3 separate regions of the Mus musculus genome follow, and regions 2 and 3 are each linked to region 1. The links are chromatin contacts, called in public Hi-C maps. All regions are on one chromosome and are shown on one strand. The core of a region is the stretch at or near the end of the contact, and the rest is flanking DNA. Distances in the headings are between cores, read along the strand shown. Region 1 has its middle 20 kb from the start of Carlr. Region 2 overlaps Dnajc1 (DnaJ heat shock protein family (Hsp40) member C1). Region 3 has its middle 92 kb from the start of Gm33592.

Region 1 (3,228 bases), core at 280-2,779:
TTGTCTTTCTTTCCTATCTTATCTATCCTGAATATACAGCCCAGACCACAGGATACAAATGCAGTTGTCAACTCAGGACAGCCTGGTGTTACTCTAAATACCACAAGAGCAGTATGAAGGGGGTGGGGTGGGAGGCTGGTAAGGAGGCAAAGATACTATTTACTATAAAGCACCCCTTGCATTCCTTTCTTGCACCCCCATTTCTGGAATTCCTGTTTCTGAAGGGGGGGGTGTCAGGATGGCTTGGGTGGTGTATAAAAAGGAGCCAGCGTCCATACCATCATTCTGAGCTCCAAGGTTGAGTTTGAGCTTATCCCTGCTGGCAGAAAACAATCTCTAACGGATTCCGAAGATAAACCTCGCTGGAAACCACCACAAACTTGTCTTTCCAGCAGTAGCCGTCATGCACAGAGGTGCTGTCAACCCCCCGAGAAGCCTAGGAACATTCGTCTCCCCTCAGCTGTCCTCACTCACATTGATTGGCCACCAGCCTCCGGGACAGGCCTGGATTGGCTCCCAGCATTGGAAACACTTTCCCATGATGGCTCTTTTATGCTCTTGGCAGGCGTGTACAGTAACCAGCAGAGAGAGAAATTCTGCCTGCAAGGGAAAATTAAAACCCTAACGTAACTGCACTGGCCCTGAGTGGGGTTTTACATGTTAAGCTTGCTCAAGACTTATGTTAAAATCAACTTTGCAAAAGAAGCCTTTTTAAAGAAAAAAAAAAGTCTATGGAGCTGCCAAAAGGCAGCAACGTCTTTACTGTCCAGGTGACAGTGGGTTTGGACAGCTGAAATGATCTGGTACAAACAAACTGGCATTTCCCCGTCCAGTAACCCATCTCCTCTCTCTCTTCTCTGTTTACCTTAGTTTATATTCTTTCCGTCTTAAACTTGGGTGCAGCGATCTCTCGAAGTGATATTTATTAATCCAATGTCATTGGAATTACTCTTTTATTAAGCGTGGACTACATGTGTAAGTGTTCTTTCCTCACCGTTTCTCCAGGCCTTTCTGCAAGGCCTGACATTGTCATTGATCCCACCGGGACCTCTGACTGCCCTGGTTCGCCTTTGTCATATTTCATGACACCTACTCTGCAGGTCAGGCTTCCCTTCCAGGGTCTTGCTGCTCTCTGCACCTGCCTTGCCCTGGAGTCAACTTCTCAGATCTGGGACCACTTCTGAGGAAATCCCTCTTGCCATGCACAAAAATACTGTCTAACTTTCCCCAAGTGGCTAATTAGCCCACCAGTGTCCACTTTCTCAATCACTTCCTGTCAGGGCAAGCGTCAGATTTGCTGAAAAAAGCAATCATTTCCATATAATCTCTCCTGCCCTCCCCCGCCCTGCATGCGCCTCTTCTCTCCTTTAGTTGTATTCATTGCCTTACAGCCCACAGGCCTCGTGCCTCCTGGAAGGCACAGAGGCAGCAGTCATTGTGGCAGTAATGAGTTTTCCTGCTTGCACGGCACCTTAGACGCCTGGTAAGTGACAAAGCACAATGCATACGGAAGGAAAATGAAACCGAAACCGGGCAGAACTCAATAACCACCTTCAAGGAAGATGGAGGCTGGCCAGCTGTTTCCCATTCAGGGTGAAGACAGGAGAGAGAGGAAGTGAAGGGAAAGGCAAGACTTTCCAATAAGCACCACACAGGGGCTGAGGCCACAGGGGGAACCTCAACCCGGGAGGACCCAGGCTGCTCCAAGCACAGGCTTCTGACCAGGGCTCACGGACTCCTTCCTGAATTGTGGCTTCCTCAAGGTCGTCTGAGTTCACGTTTTCTGTTTGTTCTGACAATTTATAAGCAATGGACAATGGTGACAACCGCTGGGGTCAGAGAGGCTGGGGGCCGCTTGGCCTTCACTTCCTTGTCCCCAGCAGCTACACGCTGTGTAAGGCTGTGTGAACAAGTGGTAGACTAGCCTTGCTTTTCTTCCCCACAGGTTTTGGACAGAGGAACATGAGGTCGGGATTTCTTGCTGTACTATGTGACAGTGATTATTCCCTGCAGATATGGCGGGTTTGAGGAGGAAGGCTGTGTGCGCCTTGTGAGGGTGTATCAAAATGCATTAATGTACAAGGCAGCATTCCTGTTCTCAGAAGGACCCACCCTTCGACTCACACCATCTTGGAACCCAGTCCAAAGGGGCTCCCACCACTTCTTTCAAGGAACCTGTGAGCCTCTGAGTGAGGCTTTGCTCACAGAGAGTAGCCTTGAATGGGCGGAGCTATATTCTTCTAAGCCCTCTGTCCACTAAGCCTTCCCTAGGTTCCTCCTGGGTCACTCTACTGATTGAGTCTTCTTATTCCTGTCCCCCAATATTCATGTGTGTGTGTGTGTGTGTGTGTGTGTGTGTGTGTGTGTGTGTGTGTCTGTCTGTACACATGCATGTTTTGCACGTGTGGGGGCAGTAAATGTTCACATATGTTCACATGGATCTAGAGGCCTGAGGTTCATGTCTAGAATCACCCTCAGTTGCTTTTCCACATTTTTCTTTGAGGCAGGAAGGTTCCTTCAATCAAACTTGGAGCTCTTAGACATGGCTGGTCCTGCTAGCCAGATTGCTTTCAGGAAGCCTCCGTCTTAACTACAAGAGGCTAAATTTTCAGATGGGCCTCCAGATTCAATATTTTCATTGGTTCCGAGGATCTGAGGTCCTCATGCGTGCCAGGCAAGTGCTTTAACCACGGAGCTGCCTCCCCGGCCCTGTGTGGATGTTTCTTTGTCTGTTGGATAACTAGTGTGGTGTGGATTTTTCTTTGTTGGATAACTAGTGTGGCGCAGATGTTTCTTTGTCTGTTGGATAACTAATGTGGTGCATAAACCTGGATTTGCTCTGCCACAGCTTTGCTCAATCCACTGATGAGGGCCTGGGAGGAGAGAAAGAAGTCAAGTCTGAGAAGACCATACAACATCAGAAATAGAGTCAAGCTATTGACAAACACTCGAGGAAACAATCTTCGGGAGCACAGGTCGGTCAGCTGCTGGAGGAGGTGTGGGATCACAGGCAGCCCACCCAGCTACTACTGCAGGTGTCTGTGGCAGCTTCAGAGCTGCCATAGTTCCCTGTCGTCACCCGCATTTGTCTGTCAGAATCTTTCCCTATAATGCTGACCTCATCCCCTTTACTACCTCATTAAACAGACATAACTAAATGACTCTGCCCCGACCTCAGAGTCTAGCCAGAGCCCTTGCATATAGTGAGGCTTTGAAGTACTTTGGAAG
Region 2 (3,228 bases), core at 502-3,001, 450 kb after region 1:
GAGTTTAAGGCTAGTTTTGTTAACATAATGAGTTCCTTCCTGGCCAGTCAGAGCTACGTAGTGAGACGTTGTCTCAAAAGAATTTTTTCCCTTAAAAGAGTCCAGAATTTCTCAGGGGGTAGATTGATTTCTCAGTGGATAGAGGCAGACACAGTGTGTGTGGGTGGGGTGAGGGGGGGAGGATTGTATATTATCTGATCAGTTTCTGTTTTTTGTTCTCTGCTATTTTCTCAATATCTAGCACACATCATGAAAGTTATAGAATACAGAAAAAATACAGAAAGGACTTCTTAATATAATGTTAGACTAGAGAGTGTGAAGACTTAGCTTCTAGTTGTGAGAAAGAGAAATAGGAAACTAAACTTTCCACAGAGTTTCTGGTAAGAAAGCAGTGAAAGTTAGGACAGACGACTTTGATTGTTAGAAAAAACAGCAAAGAGGTTGAAGACCTGTAACAAGCTTTGCTGAGAGAAGGAAAAGAGATTAATGGTCCTTTTATCTATTGAACGATAGTCTGACTTGCAGAGTTGCTTCATCAGTAAAGCTATTGTGGACAAAGGGGAAAAAAGCAAACTAAGCTATCTCTTTTACTGGAATTCTGCCTTTAAGTTGCATTTCATCATTCCTTCTTTAGATAGGCTTTCTCCACATGCCAGATATTTCTCCTATATCCCTATGTATGGGTTCATATGTTGCAAGATTGTAGTCTCCAAACTGCAGAAATTGCAGGAAAGAGTGGGTGGGGGTAGAGTCCTCCAAAATGTATAGATGCTATGAGGACTAATGAAAGCAACAAGACCCTAAAAATTAATTACATCCCCACAAGCATTTCCATCTGCCTTCTAAGCCAGTTCTTAAAATCCTCCTTCTTCTTAGGGGAGATCTAGGGTGGTTTCTGTTTTAGATTATTTGAAAAAATTTTAAATTCTGATCTCAAGTAGAATGTTTAGCATAGGTGGCATAGTTTTTCAGGAATATTGCCTTCCTGACTCAGATACTATATTAGCTATATTAAGGTTTTGTCTTGTTTTGTTTTTGTTTGTTTGTTTTTGCTTTGTTTAGTAGAGGGAAATAAAAAAAAAAAAACCTTAATACTTGACTTTCCGCTTCTGGATGACTGTATTTTGGTCACATGCTTGGGATCAGGTCTAAACTCACATCCTAAACTGACTTAGCAGTTATTGAGAACACATGCACGAGGTCTGGACATTGGGCCACGTGAGTTGTTGTTTGGGTCTAAGAATTAGTGCTTTGGGTACTTGCTTCACCTTTACAAAATGTATTTTGATTCAAGGTTTGGTTTATGTGGCTATCTAGAAAAGAAGGAAGTGGATTTCTGAGAGGAATCTTTACCAAATCTGCATGTTGTAACTTAAACTTACCTAGATTGCAGCTTTTAGCTAAATAGTGTGTTTACGTGGCATAGTGTATCATATTGTTTTCATTTCTCTTGAAGTCTGATGGTAGCTAAGATAAATTCCTGAAGTTTGTCTGGTATTTGAATACTAAGTCCTAGTATTCTAGTTTGTCTGCTTCTAGCTCGTGAGATTATTTCAGGAAGTAGGGGACAGCTGTGTGATGAATAATGTCTGAGAAAGCATCCGTGTGCTCTGGCTCGCTCTCGAGCAGGGTGAGGGGTTTCTGCTACTTACACTTACCATCAGCCCCTATGGCTCTTCACTGATGCTGCTTCGTTTGATGAGACCCTTTACTGCGGTTGTACTGGAGTTATGGAAGAGAAGAGAAATAGGAGAGCCCGTGGGTAACCTAAATTTGTGAAAAGACTGAGGGAAGCTCGTCTCTTCCTTCACCGATCTTAACATGATCATAGAAATCAATAAATATAGCCTTTGTCCCAAGAAGACAGAATTCTTCAGCTCTTTTGCATTTTGTGGCTTAGGAAGAAGAGTTGAGAGAAGCCAGAGCTGAGAACATCCCTTGCTCCTGAAAGGCAAGGGCAATCATTTTAAGTGGCTGTTAATCTTTATTGGGTCTGGATTCCTTCAGACTTGTCCTCGAGCTATCTGTTAGCATTTTGACCAGACAGTTTTGTTTGTTTGTTCATTTGCTTGAGATGTAATCTCACTATGTTACCCCTGGCTGACCTGAAACCCACTGTGTAGACTAAGCTGGCCTTGAACCCAAAGAGATCTGTTTGTCTTTGCCTCCCAAGTGCTGAAAGGCATCTATCACCATGCCTGGCTTTAATTAGTAATTTTTAAAGTATTATTAAGATTCAGTGATAACTGGTGTGTTTGGAGAAAACTTGACATGCTGTTTTTGCATGTAGGATAATGTTGAGCCTTTGAGGGTGTGAGTAACAGGAAAATAGAGAGCTAAGTGTGGTGTGGTGCTCCTGTAATCTTGGCATTTGGGAGGCTGAGACCTCAGGATCAGAAGTTTGAAGACAGCTTTGACTATAAAGCATTTTGAGGCCTGATTGAGCTACATAAGACCTTGTCTTAACAACAAAACAAAAATGCAATAAAAAGACACAACATTTATGTGGATGGCCTTAGTTTATCATTGAACAAATCACATCTTTTGCAGTCTCACATACTTTATAGAAATAAAGCTTTTCACATAAGCCAGTAAGTATTTCACAAGATGTTCTTTACCAAATATTTGAACACCGTGTTGCGGTGTGGGTTTTTTAGTTTTTAGAGTGTGTGGAAATAGGATTCTTGCTCTCAAATACACATAGTTAAAAGAAGCCATATGCCTGTTTGGGAAGCAGGAAGATGAAACAGCAGTACGCCTGTTACTGTCTTAAAAAATACAAAGCTTTTCAAGATGCAAAGGGTTTTTTTGTTTTTGTTTTTTTAAGCCATCAGTGTAGTCACAGATAGAGCCGCTCATGCATCAGCTTGTGGTCTGTGACTTATAAACCCCTTCAGCACGCTCTACAGTCTCTCGAGAACAGTCTGCCCAAGGGAAGTTACTCTATCTGATTTTCCTAGAAGAAAAATTGAGGTGACTCTAACAAAACCAACCAAACAAATTAAACTAAAAGCAAACCTTCATGACAAAAAACTTGAGTAGTTATCATTTCATAGTAAAGAACATGTATATTTGGGTTTCTGAATAACCACTTCTTTTGAAAATGTTTCCTAATTAAAACCAGATGAGAGTAGCAAAGGAGGCATTTAGGTCACTAAAAGACAGATGTGCTTCATGAAATTTGCAGAATTCATCAATACCTATAACTGATTTATAATTGCATTTGGT
Region 3 (3,228 bases), core at 222-2,721, 280 kb before region 1:
GGCCCTTAGAAGGAACAACACTATGAACTAACCAGTATCCCCAGAGCTCCCAGAGACTAAACCGCCAACCAAAGAAAACACATGGTGGGACTCATGGCTCTAGCTGCATATGTAGCTGAGGATGGCCTAGTCGGTCATCAATGGGAGGAGAGGCCCTTGGTCCTGTGAAGGCTCTATGCCCCAGTATAGGAAAATGCCTAGGCCAGGAAGCAGGAGTGAATGGGTTGGGGATCAGGGAGAGGGTGGAGAGGATAGGGGATTTTCAGAGGGGAAACTAGGAAAGGGGATAACATTTGAAATGTAAATAAAGAAAATATCTAATTAAAACAATTTAAAAATAAAAATATCTCCTGAAATTCAGTAATTAGACAAATAATTCAATTGGGAAATGGGCAAAAGTTTTGACTAGACATTTACAAGAGAAGGAAAATGAATGGCCAGTGAGCACACACAAAGTTGTATAGTACCAACTTAGTTGGCAGGGAAATATAAATTCAATCCACCATGAGATAGATACCCTTCCATATATGATAAAATGGCTATGATTAAAACAAGTGAAGAAGAATAGTAAGATGCAATGCAGTTGGAACACTTCTTAACTGATGGTGAAAATATGAAATGTTAGTGCCCCTGTTAGAGGTAAGCCTCACAAGTTTCTTTTAAAAGTGAAATGTGGCTTTATTTTATATGTGCACCAATATTCTAATGCACCTAGATTGCATCCCTGGGTATCAAGAGAAAGGCCACAAGGGCTAGAGAGATGATTCAACAGTTAACAGTACCTGCTTCTCTTCCAGAAGACCCTGGTTCAACTTCCAGCACCCACATCATGTGGCTGACAACTGCAGATAACTCCAGTTCCAGGAGATCTGACACTATCTTCTAGTCTACTGAGCACTGCAGGCTTGTGGTGCACACACGTACACTTTGGTACATGGGAGTGTGTGTGTGTGTGTGTGTGTGTGTGTGTGTACACTCACACACATAAATAAGTACTTTTTTATATATGCCCATATGAAAACTTGATTGGATACTTATATAACCTTGTCTACGATAAGCTCCCACATGAAAGTCCAAATGTTTGTCTGTGGGTAAACAAAGTGCAGGGTATGACCATGCCAGGAACCTGCAACTAAAAGAAATGAATTCCTGAAGCTTACAAGAGCGTGAATATGTCTTGGTAACTCTGCTGAGTGAAAGAAACCAGACCCAAGGAAGGCCCCAATGTGTGATCCCATGCCTAACCTGTGTGATCCCATGCCTTTTTTAACAAAAGCAAAGTTATTGTGACAGGTGACAGAGCTGTGGTTGCTAGGCTCAGGGCTGCAATGGAGGTGGAGGAGATTGATTCCAAGGGACACAAAGGAAGGTCCTGAGGTGACAGGAGCAGCTTACATCTCATGGGGGTGACAACACAGCTGTGTACTGTGACCAATGCTCAGCAAGGTATATGACCAAAACAGGAAACTGTAAGGGAGCTGAACCTCAAGGGGGCTATAAAAACTCCGTTATGTTCTGAAGCACTTTCTCAAGCAGCTCGTAGACACATGGCTCCATTTTCTAGTGTTAGATCAGCTTTATATTGCTTTCAATTCAAGTTTATATGCGATTCTGTGTGCGTGTTGTGTGCCTTTATCCCAGACATCTTTTTTTACCTGAGATCTAAGGGCATGCTTAGCTGTACCACTGTCCTGTTTCATGGGCGGGTATTCCACCAGGCAGGGGAGTTTCTAGATGTGCTGGGTTCTATTTGTTTTCTCTTTTCTTACCTAGGATTGGTTTTTTCCTGCTTTTTTCAAAGAGCTTGCAAGGCTGGCAGGAGAGGCTGGGTGGAGAAGAAAGGGTATATGGAGCTTAGGGTGAAGGCATGCCTGGAGATGTCTCCACAGACAGCACAGAGCATGGGCTGGTTGTGGCAAGAACACTCAAGCCAGTGAAAGAAGAAGAAAGAATGGAGTAGTGAGATACCATGATGCCAGGACTGTGAGATGGACCTGTCAGAGGGAGGACAGGAGGCTTCTGCTCCCAGGTATCCCAGCCTCCTCTGTGGGCTCCAAGAAGCATGTGTGCCATGTACATTAGGCTTGTCTCTGTAAAAAGAGAAAAGAAATGCATGGGTCTCTAGAAATGTTGTCCTTTAATTCTCTTCAGAACAGGAATATATCCTTAATAATGATCATGAAAGACAGGAAGACATCCTTAATTCAAAATTCCAAATTGTTCCAAAAGATGTAACTTGTTGAACACCACCAGGATGCCATAAGAGGGAAAATATGTTTAATGAATAAAATTATTTTTAAAAAGTACCCTTCAGACTGTATGTCTAAGATGTGTATGAAACGTAAGTATAATTCCTGTTTAGATGTGAGTCCTGAGATACATCCTTATGTGTGCACAACTATTCTAAACCTTGAAAGAATCCAAAATCTGTAGTACCTCAGCCCAAACTATTTCACAAAGGGGTATTAAACGTGTAAGTGAATTTTGGAGTTGTACCTAGGGGAGTGTAACTGCTATGAGAAAGGGTTAGTTAAAAATCCAATCCTTAGCCAGGCATGGTAAAGGCAGGAGATCAAGGGGGGCAGGGTTTCAAGCCACCCTGAGATACGAGAGGAAACCTTGTCTCAACAGAAGATGAACTCAATTCTTCTAAATTCTATCTTCATGTGCCCTTCAGGAATTCTCTTTATGTCCTTGAGACAGGGTGTCTCTCTCTCTCTCTCTCTCTCTCTCTCTCTCTCTCTCTCTCTCTCTCTCTCTCTCTCGTGTGTGTGTGCGTGTGTGTGTGTGTGTGTGTATGTGTGTGTGTGTGTGTTTGTGTGTGTGTGTGTGTGTGTGTGTGTGTAAGTTGAAAACTACAAGTCCTGTCTCTGTCTCCCAGACACAGACATAGTCCTGGAGTTACATCATACACTACTACACCCAGTTTCTTACCTGATTGGTGGGGATTTGAACTCAGGTCTTCATGCTTTTGTTGCAAGCCATCTCCCTAGCCTCTGTGCTAATTCCTATCCCAAATAATTGCACATTTCACCCTGATATTTGTCTTTTCACTAAGAGAGTAGGTCTCTGGAAGATAGGGACAACATACAAGAGTGTCAATGTTTCCAGTGGCCACTGGGACATCTTACCACATTCACTACTACCCCTAAGCTTTTTTTTAAAGGATCATCTAACTGGTTGTAGATATAGCTCAATGAAAGTGCCTGCCTAACATGTGTAAGGATT

What was found. Hi-C and Micro-C count contacts between places; a contact is called where the count stands out from the background.
Region 2: a Hi-C map of the HPC-7 cell line shows a contact between it and region 1, with 2.2 times the contacts expected there. The contact joins two enhancer-like sites. A contact is called at or near these places in 1 of 39 promoter capture datasets (the C10 cell line), 4 of 484 Hi-C or Micro-C datasets (CD4 T cells, the HPC-7 cell line, embryonic fibroblasts and 1 more), 2 of 115 datasets of contacts at active chromatin or transcription factors (bone marrow-derived macrophages and embryonic hindbrain) and 1 of 9 other capture datasets (embryonic stem cells).
Region 3: a contact with region 1 is called in a Hi-C map of double positive thymocytes, with 2.5 times the contacts expected there. The contact joins two enhancer-like sites. A contact is called at or near these places in 2 of 484 Hi-C or Micro-C datasets (bone marrow-derived macrophages and double positive thymocytes).

Annotation. Positions count from the first base shown.
Region 1 is chr2:18,820,187-18,823,414 of GRCm38.p6, reverse strand. No RefSeq gene overlaps it. Among named protein-coding and RNA genes, the nearest start is that of Carlr, 20 kb to the right of the region's middle. Within about 2 kb of position 1,529, at least 248 of the 459 cell types and tissues checked have an H3K27ac peak or open chromatin away from gene starts, as enhancers often do. A contact at or near this core is called in the HPC-7 cell line and double positive thymocytes, where this site is marked.
Region 2 is chr2:18,370,959-18,374,186 of GRCm38.p6, reverse strand. The region is part of intron 1 of Dnajc1 (DnaJ heat shock protein family (Hsp40) member C1); the gene reads left to right. Among named protein-coding and RNA genes, the nearest start is that of Dnajc1, 20 kb to the left of the region's middle. Within about 2 kb of position 1,751, at least 20 of the 459 cell types and tissues checked have an H3K27ac peak or open chromatin away from gene starts, as enhancers often do. A contact at or near this core is called in the HPC-7 cell line, where this site is marked.
Region 3 is chr2:19,097,249-19,100,476 of GRCm38.p6, reverse strand. No RefSeq gene overlaps it. Among named protein-coding and RNA genes, the nearest start is that of Gm33592, 92 kb to the right of the region's middle. Within about 2 kb of position 1,471, at least 2 of the 459 cell types and tissues checked have an H3K27ac peak or open chromatin away from gene starts, as enhancers often do. A contact at or near this core is called in double positive thymocytes, where this site is marked.